2 separate regions of the Mus musculus genome follow, and region 1 is linked to region 2. The links are chromatin contacts, called in public HiChIP or PLAC-seq maps. All regions are on one chromosome and are shown on one strand. Each heading gives the region's core, a stretch centred on a gene start, on an enhancer-like site or on the middle of the called end of the contact. The rest is flanking DNA. Distances are from core to core; before and after follow the strand shown. Region 1 has its middle 25 kb from the start of Gm30713. Region 2 has its middle 99 kb from the start of Gm30713.

Region 1 (6,652 bases), core at 2,061-4,560, 120 kb after region 2:
CTGCATAGGCATAATGATATATACACATGTATTACATGTATACATGTAAACACATCCACACCTGCACACATATGCTCACACAGGGACACACATACAAAATTACAGACATGCCAATATAGGGATATATGCAAAGACACACATGTTCATACAGGCACACATGTACACATACATGCAGATATGCCCACATAGGGACAGGCATGCAGCAGACATACATGTGCACACAGGTACATGTATATGTACACACTGGCCAGGCACACACTCAGGCATACACAAAATTGGTTGTGATCTCAAGGACTGATCTACTGGGCTCAGCTGGGGGCCACTCTCCACTCTGTGCTCTGCTGACTCTGAGGACAAGGCTCGAGACTCAGCTGGAACTATGCTCCCTCGCAGGGGCACCAGCTACTGTGCCTCCTCGTGTTTGCTCAGTGCCGTGGAGATGAGAGGCCCCTTGAGAAGAGAGACGCTGTTTCATTATTGATGGTAACACTGACAGCTCAGCTCTCCTCCAGCTGTGCCACTTGTCCCCTCGAGCGGGCAGTGGGAAAGGCTGCCAACAAAGAGAGCTGAGCTAATGTGGCCTCGGGTGGCCTGGTGAGGATGCACGTCCCTGGGCCTGAGTGAGATGCCCAGCTACCTGGATTCCTTCTCCCCCAAACATCCAGGACCTGTCAAGTGTCTGGTGCTGTGCTAAGGAAAAGGGAAGTATGAATAGTCTTGGGAGGAACCCCACAGGCTTGTTGGGGGGGACTGATCCATAAAAACATGGCCAGCTAGGTGTGAAGGCCAAGTGTGCCAGGCAGTTCCTGACACTATCTGCCTGAGATAAGCAACTTACAAAGAGAGTTTACTCTGGCTCAGTTTGGATGGTTCCAGGCTAAGATTGGGAGACCCTGTGCCATCAGCCAGTGAGGAGGTAGCCCATGAAGGCAGGAGCCTGTGGCCCTACACACTAGCTCACCTCACCAGGGAAGATGCCAAAGAGAGAGGAAGGGGCTGGGTTCCCACAACCCCTTTCAAGGACACATCCCCAGTGACTTAAAGACCTCCCAAGCAGCTCCTCCTCCTCAGGGCTCCAGCAGCATCACATGGGGTGGGGCTGGGGGCGGGGCCAGGTCGGGGTTGGGTGGGGGTGGGGTGGGGTTGGGGCTCAGGGGAGGGAACCAACCCTCTTACACGTGGAAGCTGGCCATTCCTGCATACTTGCCCCACCATGCCAGGTCTCTGAGAAGTCAGAGTACATTTGTTGAGTGCTCAACATCTCCAATGACAGGGATACTGCAGAAGAGCATTGGGATTCTGTGAGGTGTCTGGCGATCCCAGCAGCTGGTAGGTGCTTTCCTGCATGCCTTCCAAAGGCATCCTCAATTCTCACAGCCATATTAAGAAGTAGTTAAAACTATCGACTTTTACTTATACACAGGGAAACTGAGCCACAGAGAGACTGAGCATCTTGCCCAGCATCACACAAACTCTTGAAGATCAGCATCCTGACATGGGCTCTCATCACAGAGCTTGATGTGGGGTGGAGGTGGGGGTCTCGGAAGAAATCTGTGCACATTGTGGTTGTGGTGGGGGAGGAGGTCAAATCATTTCCTAGAGTCTCAGTGTCCCTCTGGCCTTGCTGCTGAAATAGGGACCAGCACACAGGTCCTGAGTCTGTCTCTTGTTCTGACCTCTCCCTCCTTCTCTCTCTTCCTCCCTCACCCCCCCTCCCTTTCTCCCTCCCTCCCTCCTTCTTTTCCTGGAGATGATGAAGATGTCAGGCCACCCTGGGAAGTTTGGTGAGCCATTTTGAAGCAGGTAGGAAGTTCTTTGGAAGACAAGGTTGAGCTTTCAGAGGTGGAGCAGGCATGGGAGGAGTCAGGGTCTGGGAATTCAAATGACTTCTCAGAGACTGCTGACTGGCCCTGTGGGCAGGAATGTCCCTGGGTCTGCTCACTATGAATGAGAGCAGCTGTGTTGACCCAGAAGCAGGATGCTGGCATACACAGGGGGAGCCATCAAGGTGAAGGGGAGCTGGGGGAGGGGCAGGTAGACAAGAAACATGGTTCCCTGTGGTAGCTTCCTGATCCCAGAAGACATTGTGGGGAAGATAGAGAGGCAGGTATCTAAAAGATCTAATGCGGAAAGGCTAAGGGTATAAAATACCCAAGCTCTTTCCGGTCCTGAGGGATAAAGCTGTTACTTTCTCTTTCTCTCAAGTTTGTCTGCATTAAGGAACTAATTCAGTGATCACCTGACCGCCAGCCAGCACCTGTTACTAAGGACTCCTCACAGATGGTCAGCCATAGCAGCTCTTTATGGGGTTAAATGCATTGAACGATAGGAGCATGCTGGAGGTGAAGTGACTGTTGCTCTGTCTAGGCTGAGCCAGCAGGTCATCCAGCCCTGACTTTCTAGGAGCAGAGGGAGAACAGGCCACATAGTCTGCCATCCTTCCACCTGGCCCTGTGTCACTAAGGCAGAGCAGAGGCTGCAGGTCCCAACTGCCCAGGAGTGCTGGGCCAGGCACTCAGTTTGGTTTAAGTGTGCCTCAGGTTTGTATGTTGGAACACTTGGTGTCTTAGTCAGGGATTCTATTCCCGCACAAACATCAAGGCCAAGAAGCAAGTTGGGGAGGAAAGGGTTTATTCGGCTTACACTTCTACATTGCTGTTCATCACCAAAAGAAGTCAGGACTAGAACCCAAGCAGGTCAGGGAGCAGGAGCTGATGCAGAGGCCATGGAGGGATGTTACTTACTGGCTTGCTTCTCCTGGCTTGCTCAGCTTGCTTTCTTATAGAACCCAGGACCACCAGCTCAGGGATGGCACCACCCACAACGGGCTGGGCCCTCCCCCCTTGATCACTAATTGAGAAAATGCCTTACAGCTGGATCTCATGGAGGCATTTCCTCGAGGGAGGCTCCTTTATCTGTGATAACTCCAGCTTGTGTCAAGTTGACACACAAAACCAGCCAGTACACTTGGTCTCTAGACAGTGTTCTGTTTGGGGACGGTTATAGAACTCTGTGGGAGAATGAAGCATTTTGGTCTGAGAGTTCAGCTTTGCTCCTGTCTGTCATGTTTCCGGACCCCAGACACAGGGTGACCTGCTGCATCCGGCTTCTACGGTGCCATTCCCTCCAAAATGGATGACCAGATAACTCTCTGAATCCTTGATCTGAAAATAAGCCTTTCTTCCCTTAAGTTACTTCCTGTAAGGAGTTTGGTCATCCTGACAAGAAAATAACTAATACACTAGCTTAAAGGAACAGTCTGGTCCCAAGGGTGCTGGTGGCTGCTGAGGCCACTCACCATCCCCACGACAATGACTCACAGCCATCTGCCCTGCCATGTGCCCGAGCACCACTATGCAAACATGGGCCTTGCTGGTTTTAAAAGAGAAACATCAATGCACAGTCCCTGTGGTCTGGGGCACGAGATCCAAGTGTGTTTACACAGTTAATATGGAGTTCTGTTCTCACGAACCCTGGCTCTCAGGCGGCTCTTCCTGGCAGTGGCCCTGATTCTTCTGCTTCTCAGCCATGGAGCAGGAAGTAGGAGCCAGGGAGAGCAGAGAAGCAGTAGGCTGGACCTAGTTCTATGGCCCTGCATACTCCCTGCTGTAGCCTGGTCCCTCCCTTGATAAGGTGGTCCTTCCATGCTGCTACCTCCTGAGAGACCCGTTGCATGGTGCCCCAGCTCAGGGAACAGTGTCTACACCATAGGAAGGGTTCATCCCCTACTGAAATGGAGTCAGCGGTGAGCTGAGAAAGATAGAAAGCGGGAGCTATGGTGTGGGGGTCTGGGCCCGTTAGAGACCAGGAGTATGGAACTCAGCTTCCTCAGAGCTTAAGTACTGATCGAGAACTCTCTTCCCAGAGATGTCTTTCTACAAGACAAAGAATCCACACAGCAGAACTTTATCCAGGTCTGCTGAGAAAGCAAATGTACTCCTCGTGCTAACTTTGAATTGAGAGCTTCATGCCTTAAGGCACCCAGCTGTGGTCACTCTGCTCCTCAGAGAGGCCACCCACCTTGCAAAAGGCAAAGAGTTGGGCTGATGGTCACATGATCTTCCTCAGACTTCTTCTGTTGAGGCTCTAACTCCAAATTCACCTCAGCCAGGCAAAGGCCAGCAAAGGGAAGCCACGAGTGGTCAAGCTCAAGGGCCAACAATAGAATGAGTAGCCAGGGACACAGGAGCAGTCTACGTTCCCTTCTGGCCAATGTGGCCCTGCCCAAATGAAGTACGCATTTAATCCTCCCATGTTCTTGGCACTCAAGGCTCCTGTGGACACCTCCCAGGACTCACACATGAGCAAGGACTCACAGGAGCCCAGAGGTTCTGCAGGGACACACAGTTAATTGGTGTCTTATTACTCTGCATGAGACACCAGCTGTTTGTACCAGTAGATGTTCAAGTGCAGGAAGTTCCAAGAGGTTGTAGGTAGGATGGCTCTGACCCAATGTCCACCCATAGCACAGACCCCACCTGCCTCCTTGCTGGCTGTCAGCTGTGTTCAGGGCTGAGCCATGCTTCCCTCTCAGGATCAAACAGGATGGGGGTGGTGGCCCCAGCATCTCTGAAATGATGACATGGCCATGGGGAATCATGACACAATTGTTCTTCACCTGTGCTGTAATTTCTCAGGAATTCAATGTTCCTAAGATCCTGGATCAGGGTGGGGATCAGCCTGGAATTAAGGGTACCCTGGAAGTATGGGGACCTGGTTTTACTCTCAGCACCCCTGCCCTTACACACACACACACACACACACACACACACCAGAAATAGTGGCTGTAATAGAGTCCTAGACCTTAGTAGACTCCCAGGCCTTAGCACAACTGACTCCATGATGGACCATTCAGGACATAAAACACAGCATGTAGACAGCACCACCTGCCAAAATGAAAACAAAGACCTAATCCATCAAAGCCCACAGTTCTGGGAAAGTCTCTAAATATAACTTTTTCTTTTGGCCTCTATAATTCCACTTCTGGCTAACTGTTCTTGTTATCTGAAGTGTGCCAACCCAGAATATGAGTTTTGTGCTTAAACCCTCACCCTGAGATAGTCTCACTGGGATCCCTAACATAGTGTAGTCGCTGCCTGGCTCAGAGTGACTTTCTACTGGCTTGAACCCACATCCCAGGAGTCTTCTCTGGTGGGATACCCCACAACAGTGGCAGCCATCTGAAATCCTAGCATTAGAAAACTGGAGAAAAGAGAATCCCTGGAGCTGACAGCAGACAGTCTGGTCAAACTGGCGAGCTTCAGATTCAGGAAGAGCCTATCTCAAAATGATGATGGTGATGATGGTGGTGGTGGTGGTGGTGATGATGATGATGTAGAGAACAAGTGAGGAAGACAGCCACCATTGAGGACTTCTGGCACACACACACACACACACACACACACACACACACACGTGCACACGTACAAACATACACCTAAATTTTGACTTACAGGGTCTCACTTGTCCTAACATACACAGGTTAATCAAATTCTAAGTGCAGACATTTTAGTCAGAATGCAAGCCTCCAGGGCCCTTTCTGTTCACTAGCCCTTCCTCCCTTTGAGGACTGCCTTTCCAAAGGCCATGCTGTTAATCTGCTCTCCCAAATGCTTCATCTCTCCCTTCTGTCTACATCTGGTTTTACCCAAGTGAGGACTTGTTCCTCCTGCCCCATGAGCACCAGCGACTTCTCACAGTAGCTGGTCTCCTTTGAAGTGTGGTCCCTCTCCTTCTCCCGGAAGCTCTGTGTCTCTAATCCCCTCCCTGCTGCTTCTGCGGCTGATCTCACTCCACAACTCATCCTACCAGATGCCGCAGAGTTAAATGTTAAAGTTTAGGGCCCAGAGCAAACGTTGCAGAACCATTCCTCCCCCTCGCTGCATCGATTCACTAATTACTAAGTTAATCACTCTTCAGAGAGGCTTCTCTTCCCTGTTGCTCTTCCTGTGGACCCAGAGCTGAGCTTCCCAGGCACCCAGGGGGCTCCTCAGTGGGATTTCCAGTTTCCTACGAGCACCATTTCCCTCCCTTCCCTGGGCTCTGCAGCTCCGTTTTCTGTATATGTGAGTCTGACCGCTCCAATACCCACACTTCCTATAAGAGGGGTCACATGATCACTGGTCTGGGCTGCTGGCTTATCTCACTTTGCATAATGTCCACATCCATATTAAAACACATGGCCATCTTTCTTTATAAGGCTGAATAATGCTCTGTTGGATGCTGTCTTACTCCCCTCACTGCTGTGACCAATGGACGGGATTATTTCAGTCAGGGGCTGTGGTCCTTCCCAGGGGGAAAGGCAGCAAGGCAGTAGCATGCCTGTGTCCTGAGGTGGCGGCTGGTCGCATGGCATCTGCAGTCAGGAAACACAGACTGAGAAAGCTGGTGCTCAGCTCTGTCTCCTTTCTCTTCAGTCTGTTCACCCCTCAGCCATGGGATGGTGTCACATTTAGGGTACATCTCCCCTTAGCCAACCCAATCTAGAGAACCCGTCACAGGCATTCCCGGACATTTGTTTCCTAGGTGCTTCTAGAGTGGTCTGTCAACTTGACAGCGCTGACCATCATGAATGTGTGTGTTTTGGTTTCCTGGGATCCATATCTGAGGGATCTCCATCTTCCAGCTACTGTGAACATGGCTACATAAATAT
Region 2 (6,792 bases), core at 965-3,464:
GAGCTAGCTACAGACATTCTGAAGGCTTAGCTATAAAGAAGAACCTTACCCACCCTAGAGAATGCCGGAGAGGGAATGAATTGTAAGACTTTAAATTGTTTCCTGCTGCAGAATCTCAGGGATATTTATGTGGAAGACTTAATCCAATGAATGGGCTTGACTTGGAAGGCCACACAGATGTGACCTTGAAATGGAGGTTGTCTTAGGGTTTTACTGCTGTGAACAGTCACCATGACCAAGGCAAGTCTTATAAGGACAACATTTAACTGGGGCTGGCTTACAGGACCAGAGGTTCAGTCCATTATCATCAAAGTGGGAGCAGGGCAGCATCCAGGCAGGCATGGTGCAAGAGGAGCTGAGAGTTCTACATCTTCATCTGAAGGCTGCTAGCAGAATACTGGCTTCCAGGCAGCTAGGATGAGGGTCTTAAAGCCCACACCCACAGTGACACATCTACTCCAACAGGGCCACACCTTCTAATTCCCCTGAGCCAAGCATATACAAACCATCACAGATGTCAATGGTTTCAAGGCAAGGGAACGATTCCACCCAACCATAGTTCCTACATATGATGATGACCAGCAGTTAACTGGCACTGAGAATGTATGTTAAATAGCTCTAGGGTAGCACTGGCCTAATGGCTTGGGGTTTAGGGGTGAGCAAAACAACCCAAAACCTCTGCTTTCTTGGATTACCTATCTTCCCCCAAACAGCCCATGTCCTAAGTGAGGTACTGACATGGTTAGGAGTGACACCCTGAGAAGTAAATAGACTGCAAAGAGAATCTGGGGATGCTGGGAGAGAGTGCAGAGGCGTTTTGAATAGGGCAGTCTCAGTAGGTCTTGGAGACAGAGGAACAGTTAGTTAAAGTCATAGAGGAGGTGAGGGGCAAGCCGTGCAGATACGATAGGGGGAGCCATAGAGGAGACCAGCCTGGGCTGAGTGGGTTGAGGCCCAGGCTAGACTGCAGACAGATGTAGGCAGGAAGAGGCTCTGTCAGAGGTCAGAGAGCAGGGTGAAGGAGACTGGGCAGCGAGGGAGACAGGAGGCCATATGAGGCAGAACTCCAGGTTTCAGGAGTTCTGTTTGTACTCTGAGAAGAACCAGGGGCTGTTGGGATGCTCTGAGCAGAAGCAAAACGTGGTTTGAATTATGTTCTAAAGCATGCCTGTTGAATCCGGTTCAGACAGGAGGGCAGAGGATGAAGGGAGCCTGGTCGGGAGCTACTGTCAACAAAGCATAGGCCAAGCACACAAAGGCATTCACATACAGATGTGTTACATATGGGCAAACACATGTGTGCCCTCCAGTACAGGCACATATACCTGTAAAAATATGCATACCTACTGACACTTGTATACACATACATGCACAAAATAAACGTTTGGGCTTGATGTTTGGAGTTGTGAGCAGGGATGGAGAAACCCTCTCCCTACATAAAGGGTTAGAAACCAAGCTACCCAATCTTGAATGCCAGGGCAAGCTTCTGTAAAAGCCAGCCAACAAAGACGTGGCTGTGCACCGTTCTATGAGCCCCACGATCTTGCTGAGCTCTTGGCAGGGATGGAGAAGGGTCAAAGGACACAGACAGGCTGGGTGGCCTGAGAAGTCAGGGGAGACCCTCAGGAATAAAAGGGCTCTCTGAAGCGCCAGGAACCGCATGGCTGTTACTGTAGTCAGCGCAGTTGCTGTTAAAATAAGGACTAGTGGTTTCTATGACAGGGCGCAGAGAGTGTTTCCTCTCCTGTCTCCAGTTGCCTGGATACCTCCCATCCATGCTGGCCATGCAGATGACTGACCAGCCGCAGGCCTTCCCACCCTGGCCTTGTATCCCTTGCTACCCTTTGCCAAGCCCTCTCGTTGCTTTCTGGTCTCATTTCTTCACTGTTTAGCTTGGGTCAGTACGATTCCTTCACAAGCTCTGGTCCCAATTCTCCAGCCTTATTCTCAGTCACCTTATCATGGAGTGGGAAGGACATTTATAAATAACACGCTGGCATCACCCAAAGTGCCCCAACAAACAAAGAAGTCCCCCTTCAGACATCTACATCTGGGTCCCACATGGGCTGAAATAGCAAAGCCCAAGTTCAAGTCCGGGCACAAGAAATGTGATACTGGGGTTGGGGGCGAGGGATGTGGCCCCAGGGCCAGCTAGACTATTACCTCACACCAGTGACTCAGAGTATCGGAGCCAGAGGAGGGAGTCCTCTCCCGATGGGAGAGTAGCAGGCTGGAGCCTCCAGCAACTGCTGTTGGAACCCTTCTATCTCCCTGCAGGGCTCAGATGTGAGCATTCCTGCATCTCTGAGGAGGAGAGTGAATGTTGCCTTTGGCCTTCTGTGATTACCAACTATTCCTGGAGTTGGTGGTAATCCCGGGGCAGTGAAGGAGGAGGAAGATGAGAAAGGGAAGCAGAAGTAAGTTCTCTGAGGACCTTGTGGAGACATTGGCTTGATCTTCTTTTGGCCATCTAAGCAATCCCCGCCCCACCCCCCTAGCTGTGAGTCACTGACTGCTGCAGAGCATCATGGGAAAGGAGCTTGAATCCCCGAGGGACAGGGGTGTGAGAAAGGCAAGCCTACAGGATGAGCTCCACACCATGTGAGCTGTGCTGATGAAGAGCGGAGTAATTCCAAATCCTCAAGGACTCCTGGCTTGACTGTGGGGCCTCAGAAAGGCTGGAACTCGGCCCCCGGGCTTCTCCCTGACCCAGCACACGACACTGAACACGGGAGGACACCAAGGAGATAGTCAGTTGTTGATAAAGAGGTACTAGGAAGCTGAACTCGGCCCTGAGAGGTCGGGCAGGCGGTGACAGCTATGGGGGCTGAGGGAGTGGAGTGTGTAGGGCCTGGATTGTATGCTTATCCTGTTTTCCTCGGGAAAGGGGGAGAGCTCTGCCCAGAATACTTTGCGGAGGGAAGACACAGAAGCTCCGGAAGGTGAATAGAGAAATTAGAGTTCTTTTGTTGGAGAAGCAAGCCTCACCTCACCTTTTGCTACAATCTTGACATTCATGCAGTGTAGTCCAGGACTTCCCTTTCCTTGGGCATCAGTGAAGAAGTTTCCAGGTTAATGCATGAGTTCCAAGATTCACGTTCTCTTAGAAAAGCAAGCTCTGGTCTCCTTTCCTCCTCTTCTCTTCTCTTCTCTTCTCTTCTCTTCTCTTCTCTTTTCTTCTCTCTCTTCTCTTCTCTTCTCCTCCCCTCCTCCTCCTCTTCTTCCTCTCTCTCTCTCTCTCTCTCCCCCCCCTCTCTCTCTCTTTCCCTTTCAGAATTCCTGGTGGGTTCCCTCTGTAGACTCAGCTAGGTGGAAGATCCCCAGAAGTACTCCCCACACGGGACATGGAGGACCCTTCTGAATCTTTTTTGTGTTTCTCATGCTGGATTTGTTTCCTATTACTCCAGGAAAAGAATTTTCCAGCCCTCTAGGCTGCTGGCTGGAGGCAGCCACAATTGCTAATGTAACTTACAAAGCCAGAGGCTGTTTATCGAGTGAAAGATCTGCTTGTTTTTCTAATTGTCCCTAATTGTTCCTATAAAACTGGTCCTAGTAATGAGGAGGAAGCTGTGGTTGAGCTGTGACATCCCAGGAGGATGTGACCCTGTTTGCCAAATATCTGGATCAAGCACCAGCCATTAGGCGCAGTGTGGTGTAATTACATTTTGGAAGGGCTTCGGGCAGATGGATGATATGTTCCTGTTTATAATTGAATTCTACTCCATAAAATGTGAATTTATTTGATATCGGCCTAAGCATATTGAGATGAACTACCTCTTCATTTTTTTTTCAAACTTTCTCTCTGGTCTTTTTTTTTTTTCCTCCACCCTGATTTCTGTTACAAGAACATTCTAAGATGAAAGGCCAGAAAGTTAGCTTTTAAATCTGGCTGTAAACCCAATAAACCAACCAACATCAAGAGCCAGGACACCAGAGTTTTGTCCATGGTGACAAGATAACCCCAGAAACAAATCCTGCCCCAGCGCACGTTCAGTGCAGACAGAGTTTATAAATAGCATGGGGTGGGGAGGAGCTTCTTTGACCTAACTCTAAAGCAAGAGGCATGATCTGGCCCAAATTTTAAAAATAGAGGACTGTCCAAGAATAATACTACCTCACCGGGAGAGACTTTTTATCTTAGAAAGTCATAAAAAAAAAGAAAAAGAAAGAAAGAAAATAACATTTCTGCCAATCTCTCCTGTTGCATGCTGGGAGTGGCAGGGTTTATTGTCCATCTGTAAACCATGAGCAGATAGGGGCAGCCACGGGTCAAGCAAGCTCAGGGGAAGCCGTGGGAAGGTGGAGACATGGAAGCAGAGAGGGAGATCAACACCGCAGACTCAAGGGTGCTTCAGGACCATGTGTGAGGAATCCTCTCAGAGCTTGTTTCTGGAACAGCTCGGGTGTGTCCCTACGATGCCTTTCCAAGTGCAATCCCTCAGACAGTGCACTCCCCAGCCATGATAAGATGTCCCCCAAACCCAGCTCAAAAGGGGTCTTCTCCAGCACACCACTCTTTTTCCTGGTAGAGTCAATGACTACCTTCTGTTTTGTGTGTATAGCTCATCTTCCAGAGCTATAGCCCTTTTGTCTGTCTGTCTGTCTGTCTCACACACACACCTATAACTCCTGAGGCATGACTTGGCTGGCTATGGCTGTGAGGGATTCTGTTCATTGGGTTAACCGAGGTAGGGCAGCCACACTGAAAGCAGGAGATGTCCTCTTTCCTTGACCTTGGGTCCCGGCTGCATAAAGAGGGGAAAGCCAGCTGAGCTCTGTCATCTTTTCTCCCCAACTGTACATGTGATGTGACCAGCTGCTAAGAGCTCCTCCTGTCTTGACTTCCTTGACACAGTGGACGGAACCTCAAACTGTAGCTGAAGGAAACCTTTCCTTCTTTAAATTGCCTTATCATAATATTTTACCACAGCAACAGAAAAGGCAATGAAGACAGTGTCAAATCCTTAAGTACTCAATGGCGTGCCCCTGCCTCCCAACGCATCCCCTCCTTCTCTTCCTCTTCCTCTTCCTCCTCCCCCTCCCACCTCCTGGTATTTCCTACAGTCTTTCCACCTTATTTAACACAGTATCTCAGTGCACCTGGAGGGCTGGGCAGGAAGCTCCAGGCATTTTCCTGTCTCTGCCTCCCAGTGCGGGCGGTACATATCCTCAGCTTTTCTCTGGGAGCTAGAGATCAGAACTCAGCTCCTCCTGCCTGTGTAGTGTCTTAGGGTTTCTTTGCTGTGAATGGCCATGACTATGACAACTCTTATAAAGGACAACATTTAATTGGGGTTGGCTCATGGGTTCAGAGGTTCAGTCCATTATCATCATGGTAGGAAGCATGGCAATGTGCAGGCAGATATGGTGCTGGAGGAGCTGAGAGTTCTACATCTTGATCTGAAAGCAGCAGGAGATCGTATGCAACACTGGGCCTAGCTTGAGCATATGTAACCTCAAAGCTCTGACTTTCCTGTGATGTGCTTTCTCTAACAAGGCCACACCTCCTCCAATAAGGCCACTCCTCCCCCAGTAAGGCCACACATCTCCAATAAGGCCACATCTCCTCATAGTGCCACTCCCTATGGCCAAGCACTCAACACCTGAGTCTATGGCACCATTCCTATTCAAGCCACTATATGCAACAAACATTTTACCTGCTGTGCTACCTCTCTAGCCCCATTACTCTGCTGCTTGATAACCCGGTGACAGCAAGCCTTTCTCCATAGATAATTAGCTTGTAGCAAGCACATATTTTCATGCTATGAAGTTGAGGGAGAACAAAGAGGAATATGAAAACACTAACAACTCCCAAGAGACACCAGATATGGCAGGACATGGGGCAGATGCATTTCCCTGGATTGGGTAGTTGTTTGAAATTATTTTTGTATTTACGGGTTGCTCACTCAGACATACAGATTATAGAACACAGAGATTATATGCTGAGATGTCTGCTGTCAGACTGAATTACAGTGAGAGTTATCACAAAATCCAAATTATTAACTAGGATCTCCAGTGTCAGGAGGAAAATCACACTCCCCAAACATAACCAAACACATTCACATTCACTAGGTAGACAACGTTGACATTCACTAGCTAACTGTGACAGTGCTGATTTCTTCTTATTGGTTGTATATACACAAATGTATGGTTAATTTTAAAATGGGCTGTTGAGAATTATATTTTTGTTTCAGAAGATTATCTTTTAAGATAGAATCCATATAAAATAAATCACATATACCACATATACCACACACACACATGCTACATACACATATACCACACACATGCACATATACCACATACACACACTTCTCACATACACACTCACACACATATACCTCACACACTCACACCTACACCACACACACATGCCACACACACATACACTTCCCACATACACATACACACATATATACCACACACACACACACCACACATACACTTCCCACATACACACTCACATATATACCACAAACACACTTTCCACACACACACGTACCACACATGCACTTCCCACATACACACTCACACCCACACACATGCACATACAGTACACTTACATACCTCCTCCCCAACAGAACTAAACATAGGGTTGCCATCTGACCACAGAACTCATTCAAAGTGTAGTGAGAACTCTGGAATTTTGGTTTCTTTCAAAACACAGAAATATTGCAAATATTGTAAGGATGCGTTTTCATTTTAATCCCAGGTGTGGGATGTGGGGCTGCTTTGGACTGTCCACAGCAGCTGACTATGATTTGCCTCATGCTCTAGCAGAGCTGTGGTTTT

What was found. HiChIP or PLAC-seq counts read pairs in DNA pulled down with a chosen protein or histone mark.
Region 1: a contact with region 2 is called in an H3K4me3 HiChIP or PLAC-seq map of bone marrow-derived macrophages, with 2.4 times the contacts expected there. The contact joins two enhancer-like sites. A contact is called at or near these places in 3 of 484 Hi-C or Micro-C datasets (3T3-L1-derived adipocytes, CD4 T cells and nephron progenitors) and 5 of 115 datasets of contacts at active chromatin or transcription factors (bone marrow-derived macrophages, cardiomyocytes, embryonic basal ganglia and 1 more).

The regions. Positions count from the first base shown.
Region 1 is chr8:125,407,446-125,414,097 of GRCm38.p6, forward strand. No RefSeq gene overlaps it. Among named protein-coding and RNA genes, the nearest start is that of Gm30713, 25 kb to the left of the region's middle. Within about 2 kb of position 3,311, at least 36 of the 459 cell types and tissues checked have an H3K27ac peak or open chromatin away from gene starts, as enhancers often do. A contact at or near this core is called in bone marrow-derived macrophages, where this site is marked.
Region 2 is chr8:125,283,932-125,290,723 of GRCm38.p6, forward strand. No RefSeq gene overlaps it. Among named protein-coding and RNA genes, the nearest start is that of Gm30713, 99 kb to the right of the region's middle. Within about 2 kb of position 2,215, at least 102 of the 459 cell types and tissues checked have an H3K27ac peak or open chromatin away from gene starts, as enhancers often do. A contact at or near this core is called in bone marrow-derived macrophages, where this site is marked.